Linked DNA regions of Mus musculus: regions 1, 2 and 4 are each linked to region 3. Evidence: chromatin contacts called from public Hi-C and HiChIP or PLAC-seq data. All regions are on one chromosome and are shown on one strand. Each heading gives the region's core, a stretch centred on a gene start, on an enhancer-like site or on the middle of the called end of the contact. The rest is flanking DNA. Distances are from core to core; before and after follow the strand shown. Region 1 overlaps Nfia (nuclear factor I/A). Region 2 has its middle 18 kb from the start of E130114P18Rik. Region 3 overlaps Gm38709 (a long non-coding RNA gene). Region 4 overlaps Nfia (nuclear factor I/A).

Region 1 (3,164 bases), core at 282-2,781, 140 kb after region 3:
TGGTATGAGAGCTTAACCTTTATTTTATTTCAAAATGTGTTTTTTATTCTTAGTTCTGCTGGTGCCTGTGGTTTCACTTTTCTCTGTGAGCCACATGTTAAAACCTGCCCTGTCGAAATGAAGGAGTCAAGCCCTGGAGAAGACATTATAGGCAAACGCTATATTGGAAAGAGCTCAAGAAACTTTTGAGCCTATCAATGATACTATAAAGGGAAATGCATGGGTGCTGACACCTTAGGTGCCCGAAGTACAGAGCAGAGGCAAAGCACAGAGGTCCACAAGAGAATTTACCCACTCCATGCTATAAAACAGAAACGCCTGTGTCCAGTGTGGATGCCTCCTTTCTCTGGGCTCTTCTGCTGGGCTGCCCAGTACATCCCACTTAGCCTTCACGATGCCCCAGATATTTTATGGAACAAGAAGGGGAATGCCTGCTCATCTGTCCATCCTTCCTCGGTTAGCCTACTGCTTTCTCTTCCTTTTGCCATCACACATGGCTTACGTTGCCTTATGCTAGCGACGTCTGGCTTCCATGGTAGTCAGTTGTGTGTGAATTCATCTCTACCAGGCTGTGTTTTCTTGAACACTGGGACCATGTTTTCTTAGTGCTTCTGACAGCTCTTTGTAACAGTGAATGCTCAATAACTGGTATTCAGACTGACTTAAAGAAAAAAAAGAGAAAGAAACAGAAGGAAAAATGTAATTTTGGTAGGATCCAGGTCTTTTAATGGTTATTGGACATTTAGAAAAATGTTTTGACCATTTACCAGGCTCCAGTTGGGCCACTTGGCAGTGAAACCTGTGTTAGGGTAGTCTTTTAAGGGTGCACACTTGCTGTGGACTGAGAATTCCCACTTCGACAAGAGAGCCCTCAGTTTTGCCCTGATGTTTTGCCCCTACCACTATATATCCTAGGAGTTGTTTGCTGACACCACACACCCACGTTTCTAAGGTGAACTGGAGTGGGGGCTCTTCTCTGTCTGGACTGCCCTAGTAATGTGCTATCTGCTTTTCTGCTGCCATCCTTGAAGAGGGTCTGATAGAGAGGAGCTCCTCATTACTCAGCTGTCTTAGGTTCTCGATTCCACAAGGGCTAAAAAGATCAAAATTAAAATTGGGTTTTGATGGGTGAACAAGGTCCAGTCGTCTGGGGGACTAGAAATTACTCAAGTTGCTTCACATCCAGTTTCTAGAAAGCAGTTCTGGAATATAGAATTTTCTATGCACAGTCTCATCCATGCATCTATTTGTAGTTAGAGTATTCGTGTAAGATAATTCTGACATATGACATAGCAGGAGGACGTTCTAGGGGAAAATAATAAGAGGTCTTTCTGTGCAATCCTGGATGGGTAAGCTTCAGGGTGTGTGGCTTCATCTTCATTCCTTAGAAGGCAAAGGAGTAAAAAGGCACTAACATCTGGTTTCATCTCTAGCTCTGAGTGTCTGTGCTATATTTGCTATAGCTCACTGTGGCCCTTGAGTTGATGTGGTTACTGAAGATAAAGAAGCTATTTGGAGACTGGACACTGACCTTGACTTTGGTAGAACAAACCCAGCTGCTTCTCTTTCTTCCCATCCATCCTGTTGCTGTGTGAACATTCTTCTGACATATGCTCAGCGATGCTGCAAACATTTAGGCCAAGCTTTTTTCTCTTTTATAATTTGCTCAGTCCATCACTTCAATGACTCTTTCCTGAGACTTACCATTCTGGCCAGGAGGGCTGTATTTTATTGGCTCAAATACTCTTTACTTTATTGACAAAGCTTAGTAGTGGTGGGCAAATACTTGGCCATATCAGTTGATTTAAATCCCAATGTAAAATATAAATGTATATTGTTGTCAATTTAACTAGGTTATAATGGCTACCCATTCTGCAGATGAGGAATTGGAAACACAGATACATGAATAAGTTTACCCAGGATCATACTGGTAGGATAAAGGTTACAGAAGTGGATTTGAGCCCAGGCATTTGCAATAGTATATTTATATGCCAAAGAATGTTAGTAAGGCCTGGACCATGTGATGGAGAGCAGGCCTTAAACTTGTCCACACATGACCCCCTTTTTACCCAAGAAAAATTTACATCATCTGGCTGTATTAGTATATCAAAAGATATATAACCAAAATTTCACTTATAATTAATTATAATTTCAACAATTCCTTGACAAATTTATGTGTGTGTGTGTGTGTGTATGTGTGTGTGTGTAATTTCACATTTACTAAAGATAAAAATCAAATCTGTATACTAGTGAGATGGAATTGCTTTTGTGTTTTTACATAAAGAACTAAATCTTACTGAGTGTGATGTAGATGCAAAACATCTTCAGTAATTTCAAGTTGATTGAGATTTTGGTTTTATGATCATCAGTGCTAAGAGTTCCGCTTTCCATAAATACACATGTTAAAAGGCAAAAGTGTGTTGAGGACCGTTTTAGAAACTGTTGGTAGTTCTCTCCTAATCCCAAGTCAAATTCATTAAATGATTTATGAAATCCAAATTTGTTTTCCACTACGTTTCTATAGGAGTGGGCAATTTGTATGCACAGTCAAAATGCTGGGATTCATAATACACGGTAGCCTTTAATCTGAGCTGCAGTGTTTCAGTGTCCCCTGATGTTGTGTGTGTGACCATGATTGCAGTGCAGAGTGGGCATGCAGTGTGATCCTTCCATGTTACACATGGTGAGCAGTGCTAGAAATGCCTCACATTTATTACGCATTTTACTTGAGGTAATTTTTGGTTATTGTGGGTTTTTTTTCTCTTTTTGACAAAGTTTTTTCGAACCCCACGTTCACTGATATAACTCCTAGTCGGGTTGCAACCCATACTTTAGGGAGCTGGTGTATAGAGTGTGTCCGTTTTTCTGAAGTCCTTTGAACAGATTTCTCTTAGAGCTGTATTTTATCATCTTGGTGTTTGTTTAAGCTTAGACATGATACTTTCTCATGGATATATTAGTCATACTGTCAAAGTGTCGTAGATTTTAGAATCAAGAATATTTGGAGCTGCTGGCCAAGAGTTTGCTACTGGATCCAATTCTTTCATTTCTAACAGTGAAAGCAGGGATAGAGAAAGCTATGAGACTAGGCAGAGCTGGCCCTGACTGAGCTGAAGAATGGCTCAGTGGGCAGAGTGCTTGATACACAACTGCAAGTTTAGGTA
Region 2 (3,232 bases), core at 10-2,509, 150 kb before region 3:
AGATCCTGTTTCAAAAAAAAAAAAGTCATTACAATTATTTTTGAAGCATCTTTGGTTATAAAAGCATCATTAGAGACCTCTGGACTTTGTAATAATAGCTAAGCACCGTGTTCAGGAAGCACACTTTGAAAAGCACTGATCCCCAATGATCTAGAGAAAGTGTCTCTACACGCTGGACCAACCAGGTTGATATTCTGAGTTTTGCTCTATCTTTGACAAGTTATTTGCAAAAGAAGGTTATCCAAGTAAAACCTCATAGTAAACAATACTAGCTTGCCGTGCTGTGGCACTTTGAAGCAGCAGAAGATCCCCACTCTGAGTCACACCGTCCCTGAGTAAAGAGGTTAAGCTGGACTACGCTGGCGTCCCCATGGTGTTCCATCCTAGTAGTCTATGGTAGCTTTATGCCAAAGAAGAACTTTCTCCAGAGATTCTGGTTAGCACATCCTCACTCTGGGAAGGGAAAACCCCAAATCCTCCAAGGTCCAAAACTCTTAGAGAGCCAACATAATTCTATACCATAAAAAAAAATCACTTTATGCATGAAAGTATTAAAACTATTGCATAAGCCACATGTTTAATGAACATAAACAAATTGTCTGTTTAGTCTAGTGCCTCATCCCAAGAAACAGAACTTGTAATGTGCACATAGTACAAAATACAAAATTTTCCAGTCTGCAGCACTTTTATTTCCAAGCATTTAGATAAGAAATATTCCACCTGTGTATCCCGTCACCTTTTTCTGTTATCCACTTAAATCCCTTACCAGACATGTTAGTCCGGTGTGATAAAGACTGCCTACTGGGGACGCTTCAAGGGGGAAAATGTTTATAACCATTTCTAACGGGATAAGGGGGGGTAGGTTGCTCATGACTGTTATTAATTATGATAACAATGAAAACTGTAGCTCCTTTTTGTTCCTTTCCATCCTTACCACGTTTAGCATTGATCTTTATCTGAAATGACAAACATTTTCTATGACAGTTTGCTTCCACCCAGAACATCTGGTATCTGGCCAGCAACTGTAAATTGATGCTCCTGCTCTAGTGTCTGACTCACTGGGAAGGGGCAGGGAGGGGGTGGCCGCAGAGACAGACGCTGCTAAGACATTTAAAATGCACACTCCCCTAATAGGAAACAGAGCAGACTGTGATAGAGGAGGGAATGAGAGGCTGTTTGAATGAGGGTGGAGGCAGGGAGGGTGGAGGGAGCGCCCTGTTACTAAAGGCTCAAGCAAGCTGAGAAGGAGAGAGCAGGAGTGGGGTTGCCTGATAAGATAGTAACAGAAAGCCATGTGATGAAAGTCTGCCTGAACAGAGTCTAGGAGCAGAGAATCACCTGACAAAGGCAACAAAGGGTGGCGGAGGGACGGACGACGCTGCAGTGGCAAAGGGCTCCTGCAGGAAGGCTTCAAAGATGATAGGAAGGCGAATGAGTTAGGAGACTATAGAGAGGGAGAGTGGGGTAGGACACCCTTCCCCTGACAGTTTCCCAGTTTTCTGATGAAGACTAACAACTTCCCCTCCTAGGATCCCCAAGGCATTGAGCCCACCAAGCTAGGAGCTTGTTGACTTCAATGTATTTAATCTCACAGGTGTATAGGCCCCAGACAGAATTTCACAGGGAAGATTGCTGTATATATTAAGGTTCTGTTATGGAAATCAGAAAGAATTCCAGCCCCATCTTTTTCCCACAGACTATAAAGCAATTAATAGAAAGGTTTCGGTACATTCATGGAGTCTTCTGGCAAGATCTTCTGGACACCTATCAGGTCCTGAGCTATGGAATGGCAGGGACCAAGGCCACATAGGAAATAAGACACAAGCCCTAACTTTAGGAATGATAGGCTGTTTCATCACAATGAAAATTCACTTCTGGCCTTTAGCTATTCATCTCTGCAAAGTTTTCTAGGTCCTGAAACAATATCTACAAGTGTCACTTACATAAAAAGAACTTCCCATCTTCATCAAAACAGTAGGCATCTGACCTAGACGGCCTTTATTAGTACTCCTATTATTGCTGGAAATAATGTATCTGGAAGGAACAACCTTTAAGTTACCCTGTGACAGAAGACATTTCTTTGTTCAGGATTGGATTCATGTAAAAACCCAAAAGCAATAATGAAAGAGAACCAGCATTATGGGAGAGATTTTAGGAAGACCATGCCCAGATTCACACAAATTCAAAAAGTATTCAAGGCAGAGATTGGGAACCCTGAGCCCTGGGTGCCAGATGGTTGACTCACTGACAAGCTCAGGAACACCATGCCCTGGGGGCTGGGCAGCTGCCATGCAGTTCCCCATCCCTGGGAGAGTGCCAGCAGGCCGTCAGCACCCTCACCGAACACACTTTTACTACGAAGGTGGGCACTGAGAATCTGTTGGTGTCTCAAGAGATTAAACTAGTCCCAAGCCTCCAGTCATTTTCACACTTCTAACCTGCTGCCCATTGGCTCCTCGGGTAGAAAGGGTTTGACTTTGTTTGTTTTGCTTTGTTTTGTTTTGTTTTGTTTTGTTTTGTTTTGTTTTGTTTTGTTTTAGAGATGGAAAGTTCTGGTTTGTGTAAGTGTGTGTGTTAAGATAGATATTCATAGATAGATGATAGATAGATAGATAGATAGATAGATAGATAGATAGATAGAAGATCATAGACAGATAAATAGAAAAATTAAAGTTACTATTTTACCCTTTGATGAGTATATAGTGCAGTGATATTAAATGCATTAATATTATTGTACAACCATCACCATCAAAATTTTTCACCTAAAAGTCTACACCTATTAAAATGCAATCCCCGCACCATGTCCCAGTACTCAATATTCCACACTCAACTTTCTGTGTGTATGTCCGATGTGCTCTGTGCCTTGTGTAAGTGCAATCATAAATATTTGTCTGCTCCTTGCTTTTTGACTCACTTAGCATCATGTTGTAGCACTTGTCAAAACTTCCATTCTCTTTGGGATACCACTGCATCTATAGGTACAGGTCACATGTCAACCATCTATTTATCCATTGGTAGCTAGGTGGATTGTTCAACTCTTTAGCTGATGTAAATACCGATATGAACATGGTGTGCAAGTTGCCCCTTCTAATGCATTTGGTTACAGGTTAATTATAGGTAGAATCACTGGAGCCTGTGGTAATCAGCTATACCATTTAACATCCTCACCAGTAATATAAAAGGTTTCCAAATTCTCCATAGTTGGCCCAATGCATCTTCCTCTCAACTGCTT
Region 3 (3,126 bases), core at 144-2,643:
GCTGCAAGAGCGAGCCTCTGTCACCCCTTCAGCATGGCACAACCACTAAGGAGCCAAGTCCCCTGCCTGACTTGGATTGAGAACTTTTACAAGTGTCCCAACACAGGTGCCAGTTGAAGTCACTTTCATGTTGTCAGAGGAGGGTTCTCTGCGGGCCTGCTCTGCTGATTCTTAAAATGACTCCCTTGAAAAATAGGCAGGGAAGCCAATAGCCAGCCTGGAAGCAACTTTCCCTGTGGCTTTTGCTTCAGTTCCTATCTTCAGGTTCTCACCCTGCCTTCCCTTACTGATGCACATAACCTAGAATTGTAAAATGAAACAAACCCTTGCCTCTCCAGCTCCCACAAAAGTGACTCCCTTGACCTCCCTGGCCCTCCAATCCCCTTGGGAACTCACAGTTCTTCTTTTCAGAGGTGCTATGAAAGACAAAACCTGTCCTCCTATGTAAAACACCTAATCTGATTTCGAAGAACTTAATACTACTACATATCAAAAGCAGGTTCAGAAACAGACTTGAGTCTGCTGAAGTTGTAGTTATAGCTTTCACCTCTGGATTGTATGTCTTCATCTTTACAGTGGGAATAATGTATATCATATATGGTTCTGACGTTCATGTGGTAATTAACAATTTATAAAGTAAAATGATAATTAAGTAGTCACAGCCATCCACTAATATGTCTCTTTTGTCTATGAGGAGATTAGCCAGTGCTCAAATCAGCTATTGGGGCCACTTGGCTGCCTTTCTCGCCTCTTCCTCCTAGAGACCTAATCTTTCATGGAACAGGAAACACATATGCAGTGTCTTTAAAGTTTTATTTCTCGGAAGATTTTTCCCCCTTTTAGAAATAGGTGGGAGCTCTTAACATGGGCAGTTTCTCACCTACTTTATCTCATTAATTTAGAAAAAAAAAAAACTCTCACGGTTATAGTTCTGAAGGGGAAGAAAAAGGAGAGTGAGTGACGGAGCAACTTGTCCAAGGTCACACAAATACTCTTCCTAATGAAATTGACTGCTGCTCTCCTTGGCTGAAACGTGGGGGAGATACTGGGTTCAAAATCCAGCCAAAACCATTAGAGCGCGAACAAGTCCAATCAGAGCTAGTACTGTTCTGTTTCCCAACTTCTTCACGCCCCCAACGCAAATTTTCGGTATGGTCTAGTCTGCTGTTGCCTGCCAACAGACCTGTTGGTCTGGATTGATTACAGAGATGAGATGGCTGTGCCCAAAATCCTGCCTTGCTTAGGAAAGGATCTCCAGCCTTCTCACCAACGTGCTAGTTGGAACTCGACTGTAGGTGGCGCCCTGCTTCGCTTAGGGGAACTTGAAGGATGAGGACCCGGGTCACCAGCTGCCTTCTCTTAAAGGAAAAAAGTCTTTTTCGCCCGGGACTTCTCTCCCGCTCCCCTGGTGTGGGCGGAGCGGAGCGGTTGCGGTTAAGCAGCACTTCTCAAGAAGTAGAGCCTAGTGACCGACCTCTGAGCGCTTCCTGCCCAGCGTGGCGCTCCTGAGCCGTGCTTGAACCCCAATCCTCCCGCGGCCCAGGCCGTCCTCACCCTTCTACCCCTTCCCCTAAAGTCAGTAATGAGATTAAAGGGCTGAGGACAGTGTGGTTCCTAGTGTGACCCTGTGATTGAGAGGAGGGGGAGAGTCAACTTTACAAAGCTCTAAAAGGCCAAACCTCAAAAGACTTGCAAGAGAAAGCAGCAGGGTGCACCTGCATGGCCTGTTTAGGAACAAGGACCGCCTCCTCAGGACCCGGTATCGGCGCCCTGTGCGGTCTCTTCGTGCTCTTTCTTCCCTCTGGCTCCGGCCTGACCCTGAGCTTTTTCGTTGCAAAGTTGGGTTCCCATATTCGAACCCCATCTTGCACACGTTGGGGTGTACGCGATGGAGCTGGGTGTTGGGGAGTGATCACACCACAGCTGATCTGGGAGCACTTCGGGAGGCGAAGCGGAGCAGGGAAGGAAAGAGTGGAGTCAGTCCTACAGTGGCTGAGCGCTGAGTGACCGGGTCATCGGGATGTCCCGTGGGGTGGGAGGACGCGTAGGGCGGCGTCAACCTCCGGCCTGGGTTGTTCTGCTGTGGCCACAGGCGGACTTGTCCTGTGCGCGGGTCCCCTCTTGAAGATCGACCGAAGTCCTTCCTACGGCAGCTGTGGAGGGAACTCTGGGGGAATGATTTGCTCCGACTGCACTTTGAGAAGAAGACTTTTTCTCTTAAGAGCTTCTGAAGTTGAACGGTGTGGTTAGGGGGAGTCGTGGGCGTCCTCTGCTCGTTACCAGCGGCCTGGGACAGGCCGGAGAATTGTTAAGTGGGTTAGCGAGGCTGGGAGGAGGAAAAGTGAAAGCGGAACTGGATAAGGGAGGAAAGCGTACAGCTACTGAAAAGAGTGTTGGAAAAAACACACTGCAAAAAGCTTATTCTTTTACTCAGTCTTTCTTTGATCGGAAAAAAGTAAAACATACCTGACTTGGATTTTTTCCCCCTACCAATTAGAACCTGTTACACTTTCCCAAGTCCATAAAAGAACTGCAGAGATAAATTTAAATAAACAATGGCAATGGGGTATGTACAGTTGTGACACTTGGTTGCAACACCATTTAGTGACAGCTTTTATCTTGAGAAAAATAGGGATGTAACTATTAATCTCTTGTGCTGCTGCAGGAGATGGGGTCCCTAAGAAGGGAATAAGCCAAATAGAAAGTGCAGTTATGGAAACAGAAAATTGAGATCCATTTTAACACTCTGGTCTTGGGATTCTAGCACTGCACTCTACCCTAGCATTAACTTAGCAGGAATATCACCCGGCCTAGTCTCTGTGTGATTCTTAAGACAAAACAAAGGGCACGCAGTGTTTTCCCTTTAAGGAGCTACAAACAATTGCTGCACGCAGTAACTCCAATAGAAGTGGTCTTCATACTCTCTGGGAGGCAGGAACTGGATTTGGCCTCTTTCTAAGGTGCAGGTGTGTGATTTTTTTCCCCCCAGAGCTGGTGGGTATAAGAGACAGAAACCACAAAGGCAGTGTGTCCTGGTGCCCTGCCCGAGCATTTAAGCAGAGAATGGTGGACATATTGAGGTTGTGCTTCCAATGCTGGCAAAGCTGAGGGATGGATGGATCCTGT
Region 4 (2,893 bases), core at 48-2,547, 200 kb after region 3:
GTGTACAATGAAAGATGGATCAGACGGAAAGGGATTAGTTCTAGGTCAAGGACAGGAAGATTGGCAATATGCCATCTTTTCATGAAGCTTAATTAATATAAAATATAGAAAAGTGACACCTATGGTTTTCCCTCATCACTTTTACCACATTAGCATGTTTTTTGTCATTTTCTTTCTGCCAAAAATGTACTCTTTGAAAGGGAACAGGGTTAAGATTTCAGGGATTGAATGTGTGTATAAACAACAAACTCAGGTTCTCTTCATCTTGTCCGAGTCAAAGGCACAGATACCAATATGTCGGCATTAGGATTTATTATTATTATTATTATTATTATTATTATTATTATTATTATTATTATTCTTTCTCTGGTGATTATATTGAGAGTGGACTATCTTTATCTGAGTACTGCAGCAATATAGTTGTAGATGCCATAAAAATGCGTAGATAAATGGCTACCAGTTCACTTAAGAGGTCTTCACCCAGCTTTTTATGCAAACCCTGTCTATTTTAGTTTTAAATGTATGCTCATACATTTTTTAGGAACCCAAAGAAATATCACTTTTCAAGGTTAGATTGATGTTTGAGATCCATTGAACAAACAAACAAAAAATCCCTATTTATAGAGAAAAACAGATAACCCTAATGTACTTTGTACACCATCGTTTAGATACGCTTTAAGTAATGTTCTTATCCTTGTAAAATACAGCTTTTAACCAGAGAGCTGTTGAAGAAAGCCACTAGTCTGCTATACAGGGATTGAGAACTTCCTGTATGAAAGGGCCATCCTATTTTATGTAAGTGAGTTTGTTTTTTGTTTGTTTGTTTGGGGGTGTGTGTAATTATTTCAAGTGGCCAGAAATCAAACAATAATTGTCCAAAACAGAAATACACGAAGTCTTCTGCCAGGTCCCTAAAAAGTAGAAAAAGGAGAAGAGTAAAGTATTCGTTTTGATAGTGTTTTGACAGAAGTGCTTAGGAGGGCTTCCTTTTGTATCAGTTGTGTGTGGATAGAAATTAATTTGTAATTCTGGTCATCTGGTTGGCTCCGTACTTAACAGCATCTGTGACCTTTTCCATTCGAGCAAGGGGCTGTGTCTCCTCCTCGTGGAACAGCACCAGGACCAGGACGGATAGAGAATAATTATCAAAAGATTTAGGGCACTCGGGTTTCATGTAGAGCCTTGGCTTTGCTTGAGCTTTCCTGGGATAGAATATTTGAGCTAGACGGCCTGGGGTGGTAACATTCTCCGGGTTTTGAATAAAACAGAGAATTCATGCTCCGCTCGTTCCCTGCTTGGCTAGATGCCTCTTCTTAGTGTTTGTGTCTCAGTGTTCCATGGATGCTCATGCCCGGACCCTTGTAGACCAAGCCCGAGCCTTTCCATCCCATTCAGCTCCTGGACACTCTTCTGTGGCTTGAAATTTTAAACTAGCTTTGAAAATGCCTCCTTCAGCTCTTACTGCTCGTATTTTCTGTTTCTCTAGAGGTAGGGCAATGAAATGAATATCTTACACAAAAAAAGTGAAACGAAAAGAGATGTTTGCTTCCAGGTTTTATAAAAACGTTTTGGGTTCATTATCCCTATTTTCATTAATATTGATGAATAAATATTTAATCCCATTGTCTCTTGTGTACCTCAATTAATTGACAGAAAAGATACTTTCCACTGATTTATGGAGAAGCACTCCTTATAAAGATGTCACACCTATAGGAATAATTTGAGCTAAGGTATCAGAACATTTGTTTGTATGGTTTTAAGCCAAATGTTATGTCTGGCAAAAATTCATCTGTTTTCCAGGGTGATCAAAAGGAATCTCTTTAACATAGATTTAGATATTTTCCTTAAATTTTATGTAATGAAAGGTTTAAGATTTGTCTAGAATAAAAATAATGACAGTACGACTCTCTGAAAACAGACTGAAATAGTTTTGAAATGTTTAACTTGTAATTTTTTGTGAAAAAAATAGGATCTTAGAAAAAGAAGGAATTAGCTATATTTTATTTAGTTGGTCTATTATAATACTAGTTTCTGTCGTTAGAATTTAAAATATGATTTCACTATAAGTTTAGCTGCATCTCCAAGGTTTAGGCACAGGCTTGGTGTTTGTCTTTGCAGTTCATTCTGAAAGGGCTCCTCTACAGGCTTTTGATACGTTAAGACTTCTGGTTTTGTTTATTGTAACAAATAGCAATTGTCAGGATATAAGAAAGGCTCTTTTGCTAGAGTTAAATTTTTAAAAACCGTTTCTTTATGGCTTCTTATATTTTAATTGTTGACTCATCAGAATTTTTTGTTGTATTTACCAGGTTAATATTGTCTGAAAATTCTAAAGTAGACATAACCCTTTTTATGATTAAGATACCCATTGTCTGAAAGCTGGGAGTCTTTTAATATCACAGATTAATATTTCTAGGTGAAAGGTCCTTGGGAGCATCACTTCTTTGTTTAGTGTCTCTAGGAAAGACAAGAGACGCTATGGCTAGGTCCCAGAGTCAGTCACTCTTTCAGTTTGGTCATGGTTATATGTTGTAACTCTTGACGTTGGCTTCTTGCTGAGATGAAGTCAAATTAAAAATAGCTAATTCTGAACCTGTGACATCAAGGTAGAAGTTAGAATTCACATTTTACATACATAGAGATGTTCTAAATTTTTTAATTTCAAATAATTATTTCTGTCTGTTGTCTTAAATCTCTGAATTCTCTTTGAGATGTGGCACATGATTTTTTTTTCTTTTCTCCCAAACATATAAGTATGCTTGCTTCTTATTCTATAAAATTCTTTTAAAGTTCCTTCTATCTCATTCTAGAAATAAATAGAAATAATTTTCTAATTAAAAAATTATGTTTAAAAAAGAAATCAATTAAATTCTCTACATGTTTACAAGATTCT

The links. Hi-C and Micro-C count contacts between places; a contact is called where the count stands out from the background. HiChIP or PLAC-seq counts read pairs in DNA pulled down with a chosen protein or histone mark.
Region 1: an H3K27ac HiChIP or PLAC-seq map of heart atrium shows a contact between it and region 3, with 7 read pairs. The contact joins two enhancer-like sites. A contact is called at or near these places in 9 of 484 Hi-C or Micro-C datasets (the HL-1 cell line, bone marrow, cerebral cortex and 5 more), 5 of 115 datasets of contacts at active chromatin or transcription factors (bone marrow-derived macrophages, embryonic forebrain, heart atrium and 2 more) and 3 of 9 other capture datasets (adipose tissue, liver and pancreatic islet).
Region 2: a contact with region 3 is called in an H3K27ac HiChIP or PLAC-seq map of stem cell-derived neural progenitor cells. The contact joins two enhancer-like sites. A contact is called at or near these places in 7 of 484 Hi-C or Micro-C datasets (the HL-1 cell line, LSK cells, the N1E-115 cell line and 4 more) and 7 of 115 datasets of contacts at active chromatin or transcription factors (embryonic forebrain, forebrain, heart atrium and 3 more).
Region 4: a Hi-C map of muscle stem cells shows a contact between it and region 3, with 2.3 times the contacts expected there. The contact joins two enhancer-like sites. A contact is called at or near these places in 1 of 15 datasets of contacts at CTCF or cohesin (pro-B cells), 7 of 484 Hi-C or Micro-C datasets (the N1E-115 cell line, Sertoli cells, embryonic fibroblasts and 3 more) and 11 of 115 datasets of contacts at active chromatin or transcription factors (bone marrow-derived macrophages, embryonic forebrain, embryonic limb bud and 7 more).

Annotation. Positions count from the first base shown.
Region 1 is chr4:97,885,895-97,889,058 of GRCm38.p6, forward strand. All of the region lies in intron 2 of Nfia (nuclear factor I/A), which reads left to right. Among named protein-coding and RNA genes, the nearest start is that of Gm19417, 18 kb to the left of the region's middle. Within about 2 kb of position 1,532, at least 6 of the 459 cell types and tissues checked have an H3K27ac peak or open chromatin away from gene starts, as enhancers often do. A contact at or near this core is called in heart atrium, where this site is marked.
Region 2 is chr4:97,600,477-97,603,708 of GRCm38.p6, forward strand. It overlaps a transcript of Nfia not described here. Among named protein-coding and RNA genes, the nearest start is that of E130114P18Rik, 18 kb to the left of the region's middle. Within about 2 kb of position 1,260, at least 68 of the 459 cell types and tissues checked have an H3K27ac peak or open chromatin away from gene starts, as enhancers often do. A contact at or near this core is called in the N1E-115 cell line, embryonic forebrain, heart atrium and 2 more, where this site is marked.
Region 3 is chr4:97,749,853-97,752,978 of GRCm38.p6, forward strand. Gm38709 (a long non-coding RNA gene) reads right to left here. Exons shown (of 5, transcript XR_003955232.1): 5 at 795-3,126. It also overlaps a transcript of Nfia not described here. Among named protein-coding and RNA genes, the nearest start is that of Gm38709, 26 kb to the right of the region's middle. Within about 2 kb of position 1,394, at least 334 of the 459 cell types and tissues checked have an H3K27ac peak or open chromatin away from gene starts, as enhancers often do. A contact at or near this core is called in the N1E-115 cell line, embryonic forebrain, heart atrium and 3 more, where this site is marked.
Region 4 is chr4:97,952,849-97,955,741 of GRCm38.p6, forward strand. All of the region lies in intron 2 of Nfia (nuclear factor I/A), which reads left to right. Among named protein-coding and RNA genes, the nearest start is that of Gm40208, 16 kb to the left of the region's middle. Within about 2 kb of position 1,298, at least 14 of the 459 cell types and tissues checked have an H3K27ac peak or open chromatin away from gene starts, as enhancers often do. A contact at or near this core is called in muscle stem cells, where this site is marked.